2 separate regions of the Arabidopsis thaliana genome follow, and region 1 is linked to region 2. The links are chromatin contacts, called in public capture Hi-C maps. All regions are on one chromosome and are shown on one strand. The core of a region is the stretch at or near the end of the contact, and the rest is flanking DNA. Distances in the headings are between cores, read along the strand shown.

Evidence for each region. Capture Hi-C pulls out chosen DNA fragments and counts their contacts.
Region 1: a contact with region 2 is called in a capture Hi-C map of seedling, with 2.5 times the contacts expected there. The contact joins the promoter of AT1G52430 here to the promoter of AT1G52140 in region 2. A contact is called at or near these places in 1 of 26 Hi-C or Micro-C datasets (shoot) and 1 of 3 other capture datasets (seedling).

The regions. Positions count from the first base shown.
Region 1 is chr1:19,535,022-19,541,689 of TAIR10.1, reverse strand. AT1G52430 (Ubiquitin carboxyl-terminal hydrolase-related protein) reads left to right here and starts at 5,268. Exons shown (of 13, transcript NM_104121.2): 1 at 5,268-6,668. The coding sequence starts at 5,735. AT1G52440 (alpha/beta-Hydrolases superfamily protein) reads right to left here and starts at 2,869. Exons shown (of 8, transcript NM_104122.2): 1 at 2,857-2,869; 2 at 2,417-2,522; 3 at 2,175-2,211; 4 at 2,046-2,085; 5 at 1,564-1,696; 6 at 1,392-1,477; 7 at 1,200-1,296; 8 at 783-1,080. The coding sequence starts at 2,869. The coding sequence ends at 990. AT1G52450 (Ubiquitin carboxyl-terminal hydrolase-related protein) reads left to right here. Exons shown (of 13, transcript NM_001333545.1): 13 at 1-113. The coding sequence ends at 6.
Region 2 is chr1:19,405,219-19,411,544 of TAIR10.1, reverse strand. AT1G52140 (Avr9/Cf-9 rapidly elicited protein) reads left to right here and starts at 3,226. Exons shown (of 1, transcript NM_104095.3): 1 at 3,226-4,286. The coding sequence starts at 3,360. The coding sequence ends at 3,986. It overlaps ATHB-15 (Homeobox-leucine zipper family protein / lipid-binding START domain-containing protein), which reads left to right. Exons shown (of 18, transcript NM_104096.3): 12 at 1-174; 13 at 262-342; 14 at 426-560; 15 at 637-962; 16 at 1,055-1,160; 17 at 1,257-1,406; 18 at 1,486-1,857. The coding sequence ends at 1,632.

The sequences.
Region 1 (6,668 bases), core at 4,019-6,518, 130 kb before region 2:
GCCTAACAAGTGTATCAATATAGAGGATCCCGGCATTGATGTAAATAAAACAGTGACATGCTCCAATTCAAAAGATGTTGTGCTCTCTATTCTATAATATTTTGTCTTGGAAACTACATTTGTTCATATACAGAGAGTCCTTATCATATATACATGACTAATTAGTGAGTCACGAGTACGTTCCAAACAAAAAGAATTTTCCATCTCATTGTGGAACACGTAAACTTTAATATTTCCATTTTTTTCAAGTCAAATATATAGACGTGAGATGTCGAAGCTACCTTAAAAACCCAATTATCAATTCCTTTGCATATTTGGTGGTTTCTAAAAAAAAAGAAGGTCATAACTTGCAAATATGATGTCGAGTTTGGTGTTTGTAGAAGCTGAACGAACCCAAACAATAATATGCACATGGCTAGAAGGTGGAGACTGGAGCATAATATATCAATAGCTAAGGTCAAAATATTCGTTGCTCTCATTATCAATTTGCTCTCATCTTTGGCTTCTTAAATTTTTTTTTTTTTTTTTGTGTCGAAGTCCTTCCTAAATTACTCTTATGTTTGAAAAAACTAAATACTTTTTTCCTAAATACTGGAGCATAATATATATAATTTCTTATTTCTTTTTAATGAAACTTTATAATAGCTAGTTCGAGTTAGATGAATTAACATGGTAAATGATTGATAGTTTGTATAGAGAAAGGAAATTGAACACTTTAAAAAACTAAATTTTATATACGATATGTTTATATATCTGTCAGACTTATAAGAAGATTGTAACATAATTAATTCTAAATAATTATTTAATTATTAAAAAAACAATGTTGCGACAAATTGATAGCAACAACGGGAAAAACACAAAAGCATAAAGTCTGTAAAAAATAAAAACTTAGTCATAAGTCATAACATGAGTCACGCTAATTTATTCAGGACAAAGAAAACAAACGACGATATTTAGTAAACTACTAGTCACTAGATAGAGGAAAGTCTCTATGGTATAGTAACATCGAGCTGGAGCTTCTCTTCCAACCAGCTTTTGACCATTACGTTGCGATTGTTCTCATGAGCAGTCGGTCCAAACCTACATCACATGTTCATAACCCAATAACTTATTAGACAAAAAACAAAATTCAAACCAAAAATGGTATATACTATATAGAGCAGGGCTAAAATGTAAAATATTATTTGATGTTTATCTACCTTGCAAATGGTGTGAACTTGACGTCTCTAAATCCAGCCTCTCTAAGGGACAAAACAGCTTCTTCTCCACAGTCACAGGGGTGAGGAACAGAATCGCCTGCGACACATGTCATCATAAAGATTTAGCATTGTCTCTGATCATTATCTAAAGAGGAAAATAGTTACATTGAAAGAGAAGCCGGTTAGATTTACATATTCCATGCGTAATAAAGATTGACTGCGATGCAGCACGAGCTGGAGCCCCATGTGAAGCAGATTCTATACTGCGTTTTAGGCTCCTGCAATGTTTAATAATTAGTCTTTCATCATTCAATGAGATGTGAAACGTAAAATTAATTAGTTTTAAGAAATTATTTGAGTATACCCCGAATTAGAAAGCCACCCGCTGATTCCAACAACAACTCGGGGATTTATAGTATAATGGTTAAGAGCACAACTTGTTGCAAAGTGGAGAGCTACTGCTGCACCCATTCCTAAACCTCCCACTCCTTTTATGACTATATACAAAATAAAGTTTTAGTCATTGAGTAGCTGTAACTAGTCACAGATTAGATATATGTTAATTAAGCATATTCAAAAAGGGAAAAGCCCACTTAATATATGTATATAAAGATTGGTAAGACCATTTTTTTAATTTTTGTTAAAGTCCCAAATAATTATGGGTCGATATTAGGTCACTCTACATTACCATTTTTTTAATTTTTGTTAAAGTCCCAAATAATTATGGGTCGATATTAGGTCACTCTACATTACCATTTTTTTAATTTTTGTTAAAGTCCCAAATAATTTTGTGACATCAAATAATGTTTACAAGAAAACTGATGAGTATAAGCCATTTTATCTCACATGAATCGGGGAACACGAGAGAGGGACATATCCATTTGACCTGTATGTCAAAAAAATTATTCGTGATGTTAACAAAATTAATAGCTATTAGTGGGTTTTAATTAACATAAAATGTTCATGGATACTTACATTTTTAAGATTCAATTGTTCCACAAACTGAAGTGAACTGCAAAAAGAATATAAACATAATAAGAGAAACAACGAAATAAAATAAAAATTAAAAGTTAAGAAGCGAAGATAAAGTTTCTATAATTAATGTAAGAAAATATTTCGTTCATATGAGACGAATTTTTTTCTTTCATAATTAACTTGGATTAGATCAAATGAAAGATATGAAACAATACAAACAAGTCATGTGGTATAAATGTTACTCAGAGGAACGCTCATCCTTATCATGCAGCCATACTATAATGACTCTATGCTCTCCTTTAGGTTGCACAACAAAACCAGGTTCATCTGCTCTGTTGTTTCTACTATCTGCAAAGATTTTACCATAGAAAAACGTCATTAACCAAACAAAATTGTTTGAGAGTAGTAGCCCACAACTTTAATAAAAACTAAAAAAAATAGTTATTTTATTTATTGAAGATTTCTTTTATTCGTGCGAAAATTTCAGAGTTGCACATTATATTGATGGGAAATGGAAGAGAATGAAAAGGAGAGCAATGTGCAAATATACACCAAAGAGTGATGTTGAATATCTAAGAGAAAATATACATCACAAAAGCAACGAGAAAAGAAGACAATATACACCAACGAGAAAACAATAAACTAACATAACATGGAAAATCAAGAAGGAAACAAGACATACCAGAAGCCGCCATGTTTTTATGAGAAGAACTTGAAAATAGTCTTTTTTCTATACTCAGCCGATTTTTGTTCTATATTTTGAGAGGAGTTTTGGAAAAGCAGTGATGGTGAAAATATGTGACGAACAATGTGTATTTATACACCCAAAAAAGCAAACACATGATATATTTTTCTGTTTCACTAAATCAAAATGTCAAAAATATTGGTTGGTCACTCATTAATGAAGGAAACCTAATTAATTAGATGTTTCATTATCAATATGTGCAACCAGACCTAGGTTTTAATGTTTAATTTCTTTCTAATTCTATATGAAATGATAACAAGGAAATTGAACTTATGATATCTACAGTGTACTACAGCTGGAAAGTGGAAACCAATAATATATTTCATATTATTTGTTTTAGTTTTGTTTAATCAATTGATAAAACCAACTATACATATTTGGAAAATGTTAATATGTATGAATCTCTGAACTAGTAGAGATTTTCGTTTTTTACACGTTGACTATTAATGATGGATCTTAAAAAACAATAATATATATACTTCATTTTCTAAATTACTATTTCGTAGGGCATGCACCTACACACGTATATATGAATTTTTACTAAATCGTTTTATTTTAGTTGGTATACACATTTTGGCAAAACTGTAATAGTTATGTAACCCGCAAATATTATAGATATAAATTGAGGAAACAAAAAAGAATTAAAAAACTATGAGTCGTTTCAAATGACTAAGTGAGTCATAGGAAAACTTAGTCGCATCAAATTTCTAATTGGGGCATGAGTGTGATCAAAGAATACATACACATAAAAGCAAATTACTAACAACTATGAATCCCATAACTAGTATAGAATTAAATTAAGGAAACGACAAAGAAAAAGAATCTTGACTATGAGTACAACAACTTCAAATATTTATAGGTAAGAATAAGGAATTTCAGATGACTAAGTGAGTCACGGGTGCTTTCCAAACAAAAAGAAATTTCCATCCTCATTGTGGAACACGTAAACTTTAATATTTCCTTCTTTTTTGTTTTAAGTCCCACAACTACCTTAAACCTGAATATCAATTTGGTTAGCACTTGGTATTCTTCCGTCGCACGTTTTGGTGGTTTCTAAGAAAAGTATAATAAAATTCCGGTTTGTTATAGAACAAAAAAAGAAGGTCATATAGAGTTGATCTTTTCGTTTCAAATACCATTGACAGAAAAGCTTGGAGGAACAATTTGCGAATATAATGTTGAGTTTGGTGTTTCTCGAAGCTGAACAAACCCAAGCAACAATATGCACAAGGCTAGAAGGTGGAGAGTATTATTTCAAAAGGTCAAAATGTTCGTTGGTCTCATTATCAAATTAGTGTAGTAATTAACGTTCCATCTTTGGCTTCCTAGATTACTCTTATGTTTGAAAAAACTGACTTGACAAAAGCTAAATGCTTGTTTTCTTTTTCCTGTATTGAAAAGAGGTTACCATGTACAACTTGATAACACCAACAGAAAAAAAGTGAAGAATCAAGAAGGAAAAACAATAAAAAGTCATTGCAAAAAAAAAAAATCGATTAATCTTCAACCATATATACCTAACAGATTACAAATCCCTTCTAATATGTAATAGAGATCAGAGAAATGTTTTGATGTGTAATTAAATTAAGTAAAATATCACAAAGAAAGACAAATGTCATTACTTGCACGACCTTGTGGTACAACAATTACCAAATTCGATGTGGTATACATTTTATTTTACTTGTTAATTTCCGCTTAGTGTTTTGGTTCAACAAGTTATTTAATTTCAATTTCTTAGTCTTATGATATATATATATGTATATTTTTTTTTGGTGTAAAATCACCAGCCCCAAAACAAAATCTAGCAGTACTAGCTTAGGAATTCAAATACTAAACATGGAAAGACAAATGAAGAAGAAGAAGATCTAACGAGAGGAATCTGAGTCTCTAGTCTTATGATATTATATTATTATTTGTTAACATTGACCAAAATGGCAGAATAGATGAGTTAACGTTCTAATAAAAATAAAAATATGATCATATGAATCCGTGAGCTAGTCCCAAAAAGAGATATGGACCAATCACATTTAACATGTTATCATTCTACTGTGACTAAATCAGTTTTAAATTTAAATAAGAAACAAATGTTTTTAATTGAAAATAAGAAAAATTAAATGATTTTTTAATCTATGTGGGAAAATTTTAAACATCAAATAAATTGAAAGAGAGGAAGTAATATATTTTTTAGAAATTTGAACTTAATTAATATAAGTTTCCGTTTTAATATAAAAAAAAACAATTGATACTCCAACAATGTGTAAGCAACCAATTATTTTAAAATCAAATAATTTTTAAAATGTGCATAGAATCTTTTTTTATATATAAAAAGGCGTAACAGCTGGAAGGAGGAGATTGGTTAGTGATGAAAAATGAAAAGTTTCTAATTACAAAAGACGAAGATTTGCAAAAGCTTTTAATTGTTTATGTCCCAAAGCTACTTGATTTGGTGAACCTCTGTTCTTTGATCATTTCAAGTCTGATTTTCGTTCATCCCCGACATGAATACCATTCTATATTCAAATATCTTAAGCAAAATTCGAAGATTCCCAGAAATTCTGGGTTTTCGAAGTAGTGGAGTGCTATGGATGTTGCACACAAGGTGTTCGACGAAATTTCCCAATGCTATTTTTTTATATATCATTCTTGTGTCACGTGACTCTCACGTTATAAAAGCCTTGTGTCACGTGACTCACACGTTATAAAACCCAGCTTCTTCTTCGATGCAATTCTGTTATTTTCGTTGCTTCTTTTTTTCCCGCTTCACAAATTTCTCTCTGAAGCAAGAAAGCTTAAAGAATCTTGAGAATCGTCTACAATGGAGTCTTCTTCTTCTATCACGGAGGGAAAACCCTACAAAGATGCAAATGATCACATCGCTAAAGGTAACTACATCGAGGCATTGAAGATACTTGAAGATTTGATTCGAATCCATAGAGAAGATCAAAACGCATGGCTTATTCGTATCAAACAAGGTCAAGTATTCTTAAAACTATCGCTAGAAACAGAGAACTCTGATATGGAATTCACATACTTGTTAGGTTCTGTGGGATGTTACTCGGAAGATGAGAGGTTATCACCATTTTGTGCAAATTCGCTTCACATGTTGGCCAACAAGCTTGGATCTTTGATGTACTACAAGAAGTGTTTGGTGAAAGCAAAACTAGCTTTATCTGTTACTTTCCAGGATATCACGGATCCTGTTGTTCGGCAAATACGATTCAATGAAAAACAGAAGCAGATATTGAGAATAATCAAAGATGCAGAGTCTAAGATTGCTTCTCCGGAGACTCTAGTTGCTTCTACTATGAAACAAGTCTCTAAACCAAAAGTTTTGGAGTCAGAGAAAATTCCAGAGACACGTCAGGGCGTGGTGAAAAGATTGAGGTCGTTTTGGGTGGGATTGGATGTGAAGGTCAAAAGAGACTTTATGAAAGTAAACATTGCAAAGCTTTTATCTTTTGTCGAGAGAGTCCGTTACAGAGATGGACGAGATGTTTTGGAGAACGTTCTTGCTTCTGCAAGGAAAGACATGATATGGACATTCTGGATGTGTTGTTCGAAGAGGTTCTCTAGTGCTGAGGAATGTAAGAATCATCTTGAAGAAGTACATGCTGCAGATTTTAAACCTGGTACAAAAAAGGATAAGGTCCAGAGAATAGGGAAGGACTGGGCTCGTAAGATATCAAATGGAAGTTGGGAACCAGTGGATGCAGCGGCTGCGGTTGAAATGATCAAGAATCAGCTCGCAG
Region 2 (6,326 bases), core at 1,977-4,476:
GTTCCTCCGGCGATCCTGCTTCGGTTTCTGAGGGAGCATAGGTCAGAATGGGCTGACAACAACATTGATGCGTATCTAGCAGCAGCAGTTAAAGTAGGGCCTTGTAGTGCCCGAGTTGGAGGATTTGGAGGGCAGGTTATACTTCCACTTGCTCATACTATTGAGCATGAAGAGGTTAGTTTAATTTTCTTCGATGAACTTAATGTTTTTCTTTTATCTCCATAATATAAGTTGAATAATGGTTGGTTTTTTTTCATTCAGTTTATGGAAGTCATCAAATTGGAAGGTCTTGGTCATTCCCCTGAAGATGCAATCGTTCCAAGAGATATCTTCCTTCTTCAAGTAAGTACTTTAGGTTGTCTATTTTGCATAAGGTTTTAATGTTGGTCTCTAGTACCTGAAATAATTTTTTTTTTGGTTATTAGCTTTGTAGCGGAATGGATGAAAATGCTGTAGGAACCTGTGCGGAACTTATATTTGCTCCAATCGATGCTTCGTTTGCGGATGATGCACCTCTGCTTCCTTCTGGTTTTCGTATTATCCCTCTTGATTCCGCAAAGGTAAATAAAAGTTATGTTTTCTGTCCAAGTCTTCTATTATTCAGATTCTTAAGCTTTTCTTGAACCAAAAAAGCAGGAAGTATCTAGCCCAAACCGAACCTTGGATCTTGCTTCGGCACTGGAAATTGGTTCAGCTGGAACAAAAGCCTCAACTGATCAATCAGGAAACTCCACATGTGCAAGATCTGTGATGACAATAGCATTTGAGTTTGGTATCGAGAGCCATATGCAAGAACATGTAGCATCCATGGCTAGGCAGTATGTTCGAGGTATCATATCATCGGTGCAGAGAGTAGCATTGGCTCTTTCTCCTTCTCATATCAGCTCACAAGTTGGTCTACGCACTCCTTTGGGTACTCCTGAAGCCCAAACACTTGCTCGTTGGATTTGCCAGAGTTACAGGTATAAACCAAACTATCAAATATGTTCTAATTTTCCCACCAAATCAACAATGTTTAGTTTACTAAGATGACTCATTTACCCATTGATAATAGGGGCTACATGGGTGTTGAGCTACTTAAATCAAACAGTGACGGCAATGAATCTATTCTTAAGAATCTTTGGCATCACACTGATGCTATAATCTGCTGCTCAATGAAGGTAACAAACACAATGTTAAACACATAAATGTGTATTCGATAGGAGTACTTGACTCGTGTATTCGCTGATCTGTTTTGGGATTTGAACATCGGTTAGGCCTTGCCCGTCTTCACATTTGCAAACCAGGCGGGACTTGACATGCTGGAGACTACATTAGTTGCTCTTCAAGACATCTCTTTAGAGAAGATATTTGATGACAATGGAAGAAAGACTCTTTGCTCTGAGTTCCCACAGATCATGCAACAGGTTCTTAGAAACATTTTCTGATCTTCATTCTTATCACATATGTTTAGTTTTATCGACTTACTAGGATCTATTTTTTCAGGGCTTCGCGTGCCTTCAAGGCGGGATATGTCTCTCAAGCATGGGGAGACCAGTTTCGTATGAGAGAGCAGTTGCTTGGAAAGTACTCAATGAAGAAGAAAATGCTCATTGCATCTGCTTTGTGTTCATCAATTGGTCCTTTGTGTGAGATTTATTGTATTTTGTATTTTCAGACTAAGCTTTTGCCTTTTGGCTGTATTGTAAAACGGTCATGTTGTTGTTGTTGTTGTTGTTGTTCTTGATGTTGCTGTGAACACGTAAAACAGTGTTTTGTTTCAAAACTCAAGAAATGCTTGCTTAATTTGTAGTTTGATTAAGAGTGATAATGATGATCTTTTTCTTTTCTTGTTATTAGTACATTTTAGCTTTCTAAAGTTTTATTCGACTTCTTTACAAAGAAATTTTGCCCATCACACAATTTATCTTTTTTCCTTTCCTAAAATGTATGACAATCATTACACTCAACCATGACCATCTCTATCTGGTGTAGGTTTCCACAGCGACAAATTGGATTGTTTAGGATAAGGTTGAGAATTTTTTTTCTTATAAAGAAAAATAACCAGAGAGATATTAAAATCTAGACTTATCTTTGGAAGTTCTGAAGAATTCGATATTTATGGTGTTTATAGGCTAACTCTATAATTTTGAGCTATTCATTTTTGCTTGAGTGAACCATAAAGTTGGTTCCATACTTCCATGTCTATGAAAACTTGACGAAATGAAAATTTCAAAACACGGAAATAATTCAATTTCAATCAAAGGAAAAACAACATTAATGTCGGCCATTAGTTTAGGATGAATATTGTGTGCCAATAATAGAAAAAGAGTTATTTGTTTTTAATTTGAAACTCAATATCCTCATAAAGATATTAAGAAAAGGATGCAGCAATTATTTAACACATAAAGCAAGACCTATAAAATCCGTATATAGATATTATGGCTATCATACATAGTGCAATCTAAAGTACAAAAAAAAGTTGATATTTAAGAGTTTATTATAGCTCTCTTCCACCTTAAATTGTATTTTTGTTTCTACTTTTCCATTATTTGAGTTGAGTAATATTATCTGAGTCTTACCAGTGGTTACATGTTTGTACGTATTCAGAAAAATTCGTGATTAGATGTTTGTTTTAATGATCGTATGATAATGACATATTGACATAGTAGGCATGTCGATTTGATACCGTATGAATCAGAATCCCTAAGCCTACCTAACTTGATTACATCTAAATATCCTAAAAAATATATTAGATTTTGTATAGCTATCGTAATTTCATTCTTAGAACAATTCATGCATATTGCATGCGGACGTTGACACTAACTTGCTAGATGCATGCAAACGATTCACTTCGATTCAATATTAATTTATTCGAGTATTAGTTCAATTTCATTCATGGTAACTCATTGTGAACACACTGAATGGTTATATATTTTTACCCGATTCTCATTTATTAAAAATTATATATATCGGAATATCGGATAAAACCTTGCAAGAAAACTACTTAGTACTTACCCTAGAATCTTGATTATTTCTAATTTTAATCAGAGGCTGCAATAATTCCTACATAGCTAGTGTTTTTTCTTCTTCTTTAAAACCATGAAATCTAAGATACAACAATTGGTCCTTGTTCATTATATTTGTTTTTCTTTTAAAGTTACATGGATGCAATAATTATGCTCCAATAGTAATACATAAGCTTTTGCTTTGTCTTTCAAATCTTTTTATAATCTTTGCACGTTTTAGTACCACTCTCTCTCTCTCTCTTTCGTCCTTTATAAACCCCTCACATTTCTTCTCCTTAGCTCATAAGTAATCAAATTCCAAAAAAAATAAAATAATACAAATCTCTCTTTTTCTCTCTAAAAAATCTTGATATGGATCAAAACGTACCAATAAGCAAGAAGCTATGGAACATCGTACGTTTTCTCTTGTACATGATCCGCAAAGGCGTCTCAAAAAACAAACTCATCGCTGACTTCAACGCCACTCTCAAACGTGGCAAGAACCTCATGTTCCACCAACGTCGTCGTGTCCACGCCGGTTCCACCGCCTCAGCCGCTCTAAACGCTACTTCAGCCACCGCGTCATCGCGACAAGAGTACGAGTTTAGCTGCAGCAACACTCCAAACTATTCATTCCCTTTCTCTAATATGGCTTTCATGAGGAAAAAGAGTCACAATAATCTCTTCACGTGTGGTCAAACGCCTCAGACGCTTGACGACGACGTAGCCGCCGCTAGAGCCGTTCTTGAGCTTCTTAACGGCGTTGGAGAGAAAGGAAACGTCACGCCGGCAGATTTAACGGTGGCTTTGTCTCCTTATTTCCCCGGTTTTGGACAGACTCCATTGGTTAGACCGTTAAGAGTAACGGACTCACCGTTTCCGTTAACGCCGGAAAATGGTGATGTGGCTAATGGACACGTTGACAAAGCAGCTGATGATTTTATAAAGAAGTTTTATAAGAACTTGAATCAGCAGAAAAAAATGATTGAGTTCAGCTAAATATTAATCCGAATTGTGTGTATCTTCGTCATATTTCTCTTCTTCCTTAAATATTTTTTTACCCTTTTTTCTTTCTTTCTTTTTTTTCTCTCGTTTTGTGCTGATTAAAATCCAAAGATGTAATGATATTTTGGGGGGTTTTTATTTTCGATTCCTAACACAATTGGATATTATGAATAAAAAAATATCATCGGTTCTATTAGTAAAATATGTATTGTTATGTGGAATTTGCAGTGACGAAAGCAAAGTTAATCCTAATGAAAATTAATCAATCTCTGAATCAACAAACTTTCATAACGACACCAAAATTTGTTGCAATTAAACTAGTAATTGTATTTTCTAATGAAAACTTTTTTTTCCCACTATCCATTATGTTACACACTTCAACAAGAGATCTCTCTAGCTTTAACTTAAAAGTAGTAAATTTAAAACTATCTAACACTTTGAAATGAAGTTATAAGCAATTTTTTATTAATTAAATGTGATGACTGTAATATCTTTATCTACTATATATAATTTAAATACTTATATTTCAATAAAAACAGATATGAATCCAATAATATTTTTATTGAATAGCCTGATGACATACTAAAAATTTCAAAATTTATTTTTGTAAGTGACAATCATTATAACGATATGCAAAAATTTATTCTTATTTTATCATATGACTTTAAATTTGATTTTGTATCTGTTTTGTTGTCTCAAATAAAGACATATATAGGTACATGTGTATTATTCTCCGTATCGTCCTTTCATTAGTATCTACCATTTCGTACGGCTTGAATCTTATTAGGGTTTTAATCAATTGCTTGTAATGACCCCAAAATAGACCCAAGAGGTTTACATTTTCTTATTTGCAGATTACTTTATTACATCTCTATATATTTTTGTTTTTAACCACCTCGAGTTTACAATCTCATACAAAAGCCCGAATTTTTGTATAATGATTATATGAAGTTTACGGTAGTTTAATATTTGCAGAATCACTTTAAATAAACATTAACGCACTGAAAACATGCTAAGAAATTTTTTCTTGTTGTAATATATTTTGATATACACCTTTAGTGAAATGAAACATGAAGTTATAAAGAGGACATTGCAAGCTGTTTGGCTCTTTCCCTAAAGCAAAAGAGAGAAAAGTGCTTTGGTTTCCAGCTTTTTTTCTTTAATTTCCTTTTACATCTTTTAATTTTCTTAATAATATATTCACAAGTTTGAGTTCCTAGTCATAGCAATAAGCCAATTACGTATCAAAACAACAACTCTACCACTACCAAGAAAAAAGCTTATATATGACAGAGTCAATAAAAACTTCTGTAGTAAGTCACTATTTTTCATCTTTTTAGATTCTAAAAATCCAGAATGAAGATCAAGGTTCTAAGAAATTCTTTCCTTAGTTGGGAAATAAAAGTGATTAAGACAAGTATACAATTATACATGTGTTTGATACAAAAACATCATCTATAAAGTTCGGTCCGGTCCTAAGATGACTATAAGATTTTCCGAGTTTTTACGAGTATATTTTTGAGAAAAAAACATAATTATAAGTTTTTAAAATCTCTTAAAAATAATGAATATATGTATAAAATGAGCCAATGAAACCACACTAATATTCATCAAACACAACTTAATTTAAAATAAAAGTTTAAAACCGAATAAATTGTTTAAAACTATACCAAATAAAACATAAAACACAATATTTCAAACTACATTATGTTGTAGAGCCAATATTTGAATCCGCTTTAATGCATTCTAAAATCTTCGTCTGCTTCAATATATTTTAATCACTGTAAAATGTTTTTGGAGAAAGAACGTTTTATTATTAATGCTAATTGAAGATTATATATGCTGTCCTAATCGTTTATGTATATTATACCTTTTTATATATTCGATATAAATTAGCTAAAACTATTTTCTAAAATGGGGATGGTGGAGACCATAGAAACACAAAACACAATATTAGCTAAAACTATTTTCTAAATTGTTTAAAACTATACCAAATAAAACATAAAACACAATATTTCAAACTACATTATGTTGTAGAGCCAATATTTGAATCCGCTTTAATGCATTCTAAAATCTTCGTCTGCTTCAATATATTTTAATCACTGTAAAATGTTTTTGGAGAAAGAACGTTTTATTATTAATGCTAATTGAAGATTATATATGCTGTCCTAATCGTTTATGTATATTATACCTTTTTATATATTCGATATAAATTAGCTAAAACTATTTTCTAAAATGGGGATGGTGGAGACCATAGAGTACCAATAGAGAAGAGCTATCAGAAGTTAGTATTGACCGGAACTAATCTAGAATTGTGAAAATTATACACACACA